Linked DNA regions of Sus scrofa: region 1 is linked to region 2. A link is a contact called in public Hi-C data. All regions are on one chromosome and are shown on one strand. The core of a region is the stretch at or near the end of the contact, and the rest is flanking DNA. Distances in the headings are between cores, read along the strand shown. Region 1 holds the start of CCT6B (T-complex protein 1 subunit zeta-2). Region 2 holds the start of RFFL (E3 ubiquitin-protein ligase rififylin).

Evidence for each region. Hi-C and Micro-C count contacts between places; a contact is called where the count stands out from the background.
Region 1: a Hi-C map of mesenteric adipose tissue shows a contact between it and region 2, with 2.3 times the contacts expected there. The contact joins the promoter of CCT6B here to the promoter of RFFL in region 2. A contact is called at or near these places in 1 of 5 promoter capture datasets (liver), 6 of 47 Hi-C or Micro-C datasets (embryonic fibroblasts, heart right ventricle, liver and 3 more) and 2 of 2 datasets of contacts at active chromatin or transcription factors (alveolar macrophages and skeletal muscle).

The regions. Positions count from the first base shown.
Region 1 is chr12:40,203,864-40,206,563 of Sscrofa11.1, reverse strand. CCT6B (T-complex protein 1 subunit zeta-2) reads right to left here and starts at 1,442. Exons shown (of 14, transcript XM_005674603.3): 1 at 1,206-1,442. The coding sequence starts at 1,342. It also overlaps a transcript of LIG3 not described here.
Region 2 is chr12:40,073,877-40,076,576 of Sscrofa11.1, reverse strand. RFFL (E3 ubiquitin-protein ligase rififylin) reads right to left here and starts at 1,318. Exons shown (of 6, transcript XM_013981148.2): 1 at 1,065-1,318.

The sequences.
Region 1 (2,700 bases), core at 193-2,692, 130 kb before region 2:
ATCCATTATTTCAGTGCAGCAGCTTGGGTCACTGGGGTGGTATGGGTTCAATCTCTGGCCTGGGAAGTTCCACATGCCACTGGGTGAGGCCAAAACAAAACAAAACAAACACCCCTACCATAATTTTCATGTTCTCCATCACCTTCAAGGTAAAATCCAAACTATTTAGCAATGATATAGTTTACCTTTCCCAGTCTGGATAATGTCTATTTTTCACTACCTCTTCTACCAAATGAGATCTTGTGGGAAAATCTTGTGGTTCCCTTAACATAACATGTTCAGTTTTGTTTCTGTTGGATCTACACCACTGGGCTTTCTTGTTCCTGAAGTTATTCTATCTAGAAGGCCTTTACTCCCTTCCCCAACCTGTGAACTCTTAACTCATCTTGCAGGACTCTGATGAAAAATCCTGTTATTTGAGAAGCTTTTCCTTTTCCCTTCTGCCATCAGTAATCAGTCCCTTCCCATATATATATTTAGCACATTCATCTCTACTAGAACTCCTTAAGATCAGAAACCGTGTCTTAAACATCTCATTCCCAGCATCCCAGTTAGAATAAATGCCCTCTTTCACCGCTAATTTTATTTTGCTCATTCCTCTGAAACTGTACCTCTCTCCTCTTACACCTTTTTTCCCTCACCAGTCACTTTCTCTCTCTTCTAAATACCGGTCCTAGGTAAACACAGGCTCAAAGGATGGCTATGATGAAGCGCTGGTACAGAGCGTACAACTTGCTCAAGGACTCACAGCCAAAATTGACAGAACTTGATCTTGCATAGCTAGAAGGGGAACTTGGATCCGAACCCAAGCCTGCCAGGCTCTAAAGCCCATGCCGTCTCCACTACAACACAATGCCAAACAAAATCCAAACTAAGGGCATAATAAAGAACAGGGGAGTTAGAGGGCCTATGTTTCATATGAGACACTAAATGAACTAACTTTCTAGTTGCATATGAACCTCAACAACAAGTTGGGGGGCAGGAAGGGGGTAGGTATGACAGCTTCACTAGAGGGCCCTTTCCTCGGGGAAAAGTTCTTCTCCGCCAGGCTAGACAGCTCAAGGCAGAAATGCCGAACGAGGGAAAACAGGCCCACAAGCGCGTGCACATCGCTCCAATCTCTTCGCGGAACGTCCAACGCAGAGCGCGTCGCGACACCCAACAAATCCCCAACGCCCTAACCGCCGCTCCAACCGCCGCCTCACATTTTCATGGTGCCCTTAGGGCCTAAGTTGGTCCGCAGCACATCCTGCAGCCCTCGGGCGGCGCATATATTGACAGCTAAAGCTGCCTGTGCCCGCGCCACCTCAGCTTTGGCGTTTACGGCCTTTATCGCGGCCATGGCCACCTGCAGCAGCGTACACGCCAACAAAAGCTGCCTCTGCCTCGAGTCTGAGGGAAACCCGTGCGCCACGGCCCACGCTCCGGAGCCTCAGCCAACCCGCGATCCAACAGGAAGTGACGTTATCAGGCATCGCCGGGACGGAAGCCAGAATCGCCTCGGGTCCGGCCGCGAAGATGGCGTCCTCCGCGTCTGCTCGGCCTTCGGCCGGGAAGCGAGTGGTGAATCAGGACGAATTGCGGAGGTTGATGAAAGAGAAGCAGCGTCTGAGCACCAACCGAAAACGGATAGAATCTCCATTCGCGAAGTACAACCGTTTGGGGCAGCTGAGTTGTGCCCTGTGTAACACCCCGGTTAAGAGCGAGCTCCTGTGGCAGACTCACGTCCTCGGAAAGCAGCACCGAGAGAAAGTGGCCGAGCTGAAAGGCGCGAAGGAGGCCACCCAGGGTCCGTCCGCCAAGAGGAAGGCACCAGATGCAGAGAGCCAAGATGCCAAAAGAGTGAAGGCCTCTCCGGTGCCTCAGGTACAGCCCTCCACTTCCGCCTTGCCCACCAACTTTGACAAAACCGGAAAGGAATCCACTAGAACGACCCTCAGTAAGTCTTCGGGACTCGGTTTACTCCCTGATTATGAAGATGAGGAAGAGGAGGAGGAGGAAGAGGGGCAGGGAGGAGGAGGAGAAGGGAAGAAAGGGGATGCCAGTAAGCAGCCGTCCAACGTACCGAGCAAGGAACACTCACTTCCCTCCTCGCGGGAGGCAAGTGGTAGTCGGCTGCCAAGCGGCTTTTCAGATACAAATCCTCCCAAGGCCCCTTTAATTCCTCATTCGGGGTCAATTGAGAAAGCAGAGATACATGAAAAAGTAGTGGAAAGGAGAGAAAACACTGCCGAAGCATTACCGGAAGGGTTTTTTGACGACCCTGAGATAGATGCGAGGGTACGAAAGGTTGACGCCCCAAAGGATCAGATGGACAAAGAGTGGGACGAATTTCAAAAAGCCATGAGACAGGTGAACACTATTTCCGAAGCCATAGTTGCTGAAGAGGATGAGGAGGGACGGTTGGACCGGCAGATTGGAGAGATCGATGAGCAGATAGAGTGCTACCGTCGGGTGGAAAAGCTGCGGAATCGCCAGGATGAAATAAAAAATAAGCTTAAAGAGGTGCTGACCATTAAAGAATTGCAGAAAAAGGAAGAGGAGAATGTTGACAGCGATGATGAGGGAGAGCTACAGGATTTATTGTCTCAGGATTGGCGGGTGAAAGGGGCTTTGTTATAGGATTTCACAGACGCAAGATTTCTACACCCTCTACGATTGTATAAAAAGTGCCGTCTCTCAATGTAACGTTTACTCCAT
Region 2 (2,700 bases), core at 69-2,568:
TCCCCAAACTGTTGCACGACAAGGGTGACAGGAAGTCTCTGTCCCCCAAACCACCTGTGAAAGGGAGGAACTTACTTCCTTAGAAGGCCACACGGACCTGGGGATGTTTGTGCTCCAGGCTACTGTGGCCTTTAGCCGGGGTGCAAAGCGGCAATTGTGGGTAAAGCCTTATTTCCAAGCTGACAACTCTTCTTCCCTGGGGTAGGCTGGGAGAACATGGTACCCTCTTCCCTGATTACACAAGCAGGCTTTCCCCTAGAGCAAATGACAGACCAACAAAAAGGCGTGAAAATATACTGTGGTTTCTATCTTCTGCCAGCCTGAAGTCAAGCTCTGAGCAGAGAGAAGCCTGCGACGCTCTGGCACCCCGGGTCTAGCATACTGCCCCGTGCCTGGTCAAATGTCTCATGGGCAGCCAGCTGCAGAGAGGCCCCACTTCCCTCTGCATCTTAGCTACTGGCGACCTCACACACACTACCTCAAATGAACAGAAGACAACTCCCAGAAGAGGGACCACAGGACCCTGGGCGGGGCGGGGGACTCCTCTAAGAGGAGAGAACCACATCCCCAAACTTCTCCATCAAGCCTCCAAACTCCAGCCGCCTCCTTCCACGATGCTCGCAGGGCTCCCGCACCAAGAAGCAGGGTCAGGCTAGTTCCTTTAAATGAAGACGCAGGCCGCCCGGTACCTGACTCAGTTTCCACCGCTGTAAAGCAGCATCTTTCCCCCACAAGCCAACTGAATCTGCCGACGCGAGGGCATTTGGAGATATTTGAGGGTACACGTCTGAGTTGCTGCCTCCCGCAGGTGAAATGCTTCCTTTGAAGAGGCTTTTAATGGGACAGGTGCGGGCTACCTTGAATGCGCAGACTTTCAGCGAGGCAGGGCTTCCCCCATCCCCTGTAGGCAGGGAGAGTCCCAGGCCGCGCCCCGCACAGAAGAGGCGCCCCCGGACCACAGTTTGGTGAGACCCGAGGCCAAGCAGCGGCCCCCACCCCGGCCTCACGCAGGACCCCACCCCAGACCGGGCGCACCGCGAATCCCAGCCCCACCGCCTCCTCACCTGCCGAGGCCGCCTGTCCGGCCCGCACCTGGGAGGGGAGGGGAGGGGCCGGATCCGGGCCGCAGACGCCTCAGGCAGGGGGGCTGCGGGCTCCGCCGCGGCCGCGTCTCCGGGGCTGAGGGGCACCGGGGGGCAGTCGCGACATCCTCACGGGCGGCCCCAGGAAGTTGCCCCCCCACCTATTCCCGGCCGCCCGGCCCGGTCGCTCCCGCCCCTCGCGCGGCCCCACCCCCGGCGCGGCCCCGCCCCCCCTCGGGAGCGCGCCTCCGCTCCTGGCGCGCCCGAGCCACCATAGAGAGGGGCGAGGCGCGCGGCGGGCTAGAGCGTGGCCTTCGCGAGCGCCCCCTGGCGGAGCCTAGGCCGCCAGAGGCCGGGCCCTCCAGGTCGGGGCCTCAGCTGTCCCTGTTGCTTTGGTCACACTGCACTCTGCACGAGTAGCTGAAAGGTCCAGGTACACGGTCCAGCTTGGGGACCCTGAGCGAGTCCCATAACATTTCAGAACTGGTTTCATAATAAAAGTTTGAAAGTTGCCTCGCTTGCATATTCCATCGTTCCTCACTGCAATGGCTATCCGCAGGTGATGGTCCCCAACATACAGTGGAAGAAACCCAGGACCCTCAGGGTTCACTAGCTCATTCAAGGTCCCATAGCTGGAAGGTATTACAAGGCAGATCTGGGGACAGCAAGACCCATGTTTGTCCTGCTCACTCTATGGCACCTCTAGAATTTTCCAGCCTAAGCCCCAAGGGTTAGCTCTTTGTACATTAAGAAAGTGAGGAAAAGGGGGGGGCGGCGTTCCCTTAGTGGCTCAGCGGGTTACAAACTGCCAAGTATCCGTGAGGATGCAGATTCAATCTCTGACCTTGCTGAGTGGGTTAAGGATCCAGCGTTGCCAAGAGCTGTGGTGTAGGTCCAGACGCAGCTCAGTTCCTGCCCTTGCTGTGGCTGTGGGGTAGGCTGGCAGCTGCAGCTCTGATTTGATCCCTAGCCTGGGAACTTCCATATGCCATGGGTGCGGCCCTAAAAAGCAGAAAAATAAAAATAAAAAAAAAGAGAGGAAACTGCTCAGAGGAAGGCCCTGATGGAATGAAGATGACTGAGAGGAGGAGTGCACCTCGGCCATTCATTAGCTGCTGTGTACATTTTGGCAGGTATTCAACCCTTCTGAACTTGTTCCTCCTCCCTGAAGAAACTGGTATGGTTGTGTGAGGCAGGTTTATATGAGGATTAAATAAGCTAATAAATATAGAAGTCCTTAATTAACCATAAAGCACCAGGGTTGCATGGGGGGGGGATCAATAACCAGTATGGGCTAAGATAAGGACTATCACAGGGAAAAGTGAGTTAAAATCAATATCGTTTATACATGCACACTCTGTCACTTTACAAGTATTATTTCCAACCTTCACAGCCCAGCAAATTAATGAAGATCTGTGTGGTAAGAAATTTACCCAGGGAGTTCCTGTCGTGGCTCAGCGGAAACAAATCTGACTAGTATCCATGAGGACACAGGTTTGATCCCTGACCTCGCTCAGTGGGTTAAGGATCCGGCATTGCCGTGAGCTGCAGTGTAGGTCACAGACACAGCTTGGATCTAACAGGGCTGTGGCTGTGGCATAGGCTGGCAGCTACAGCT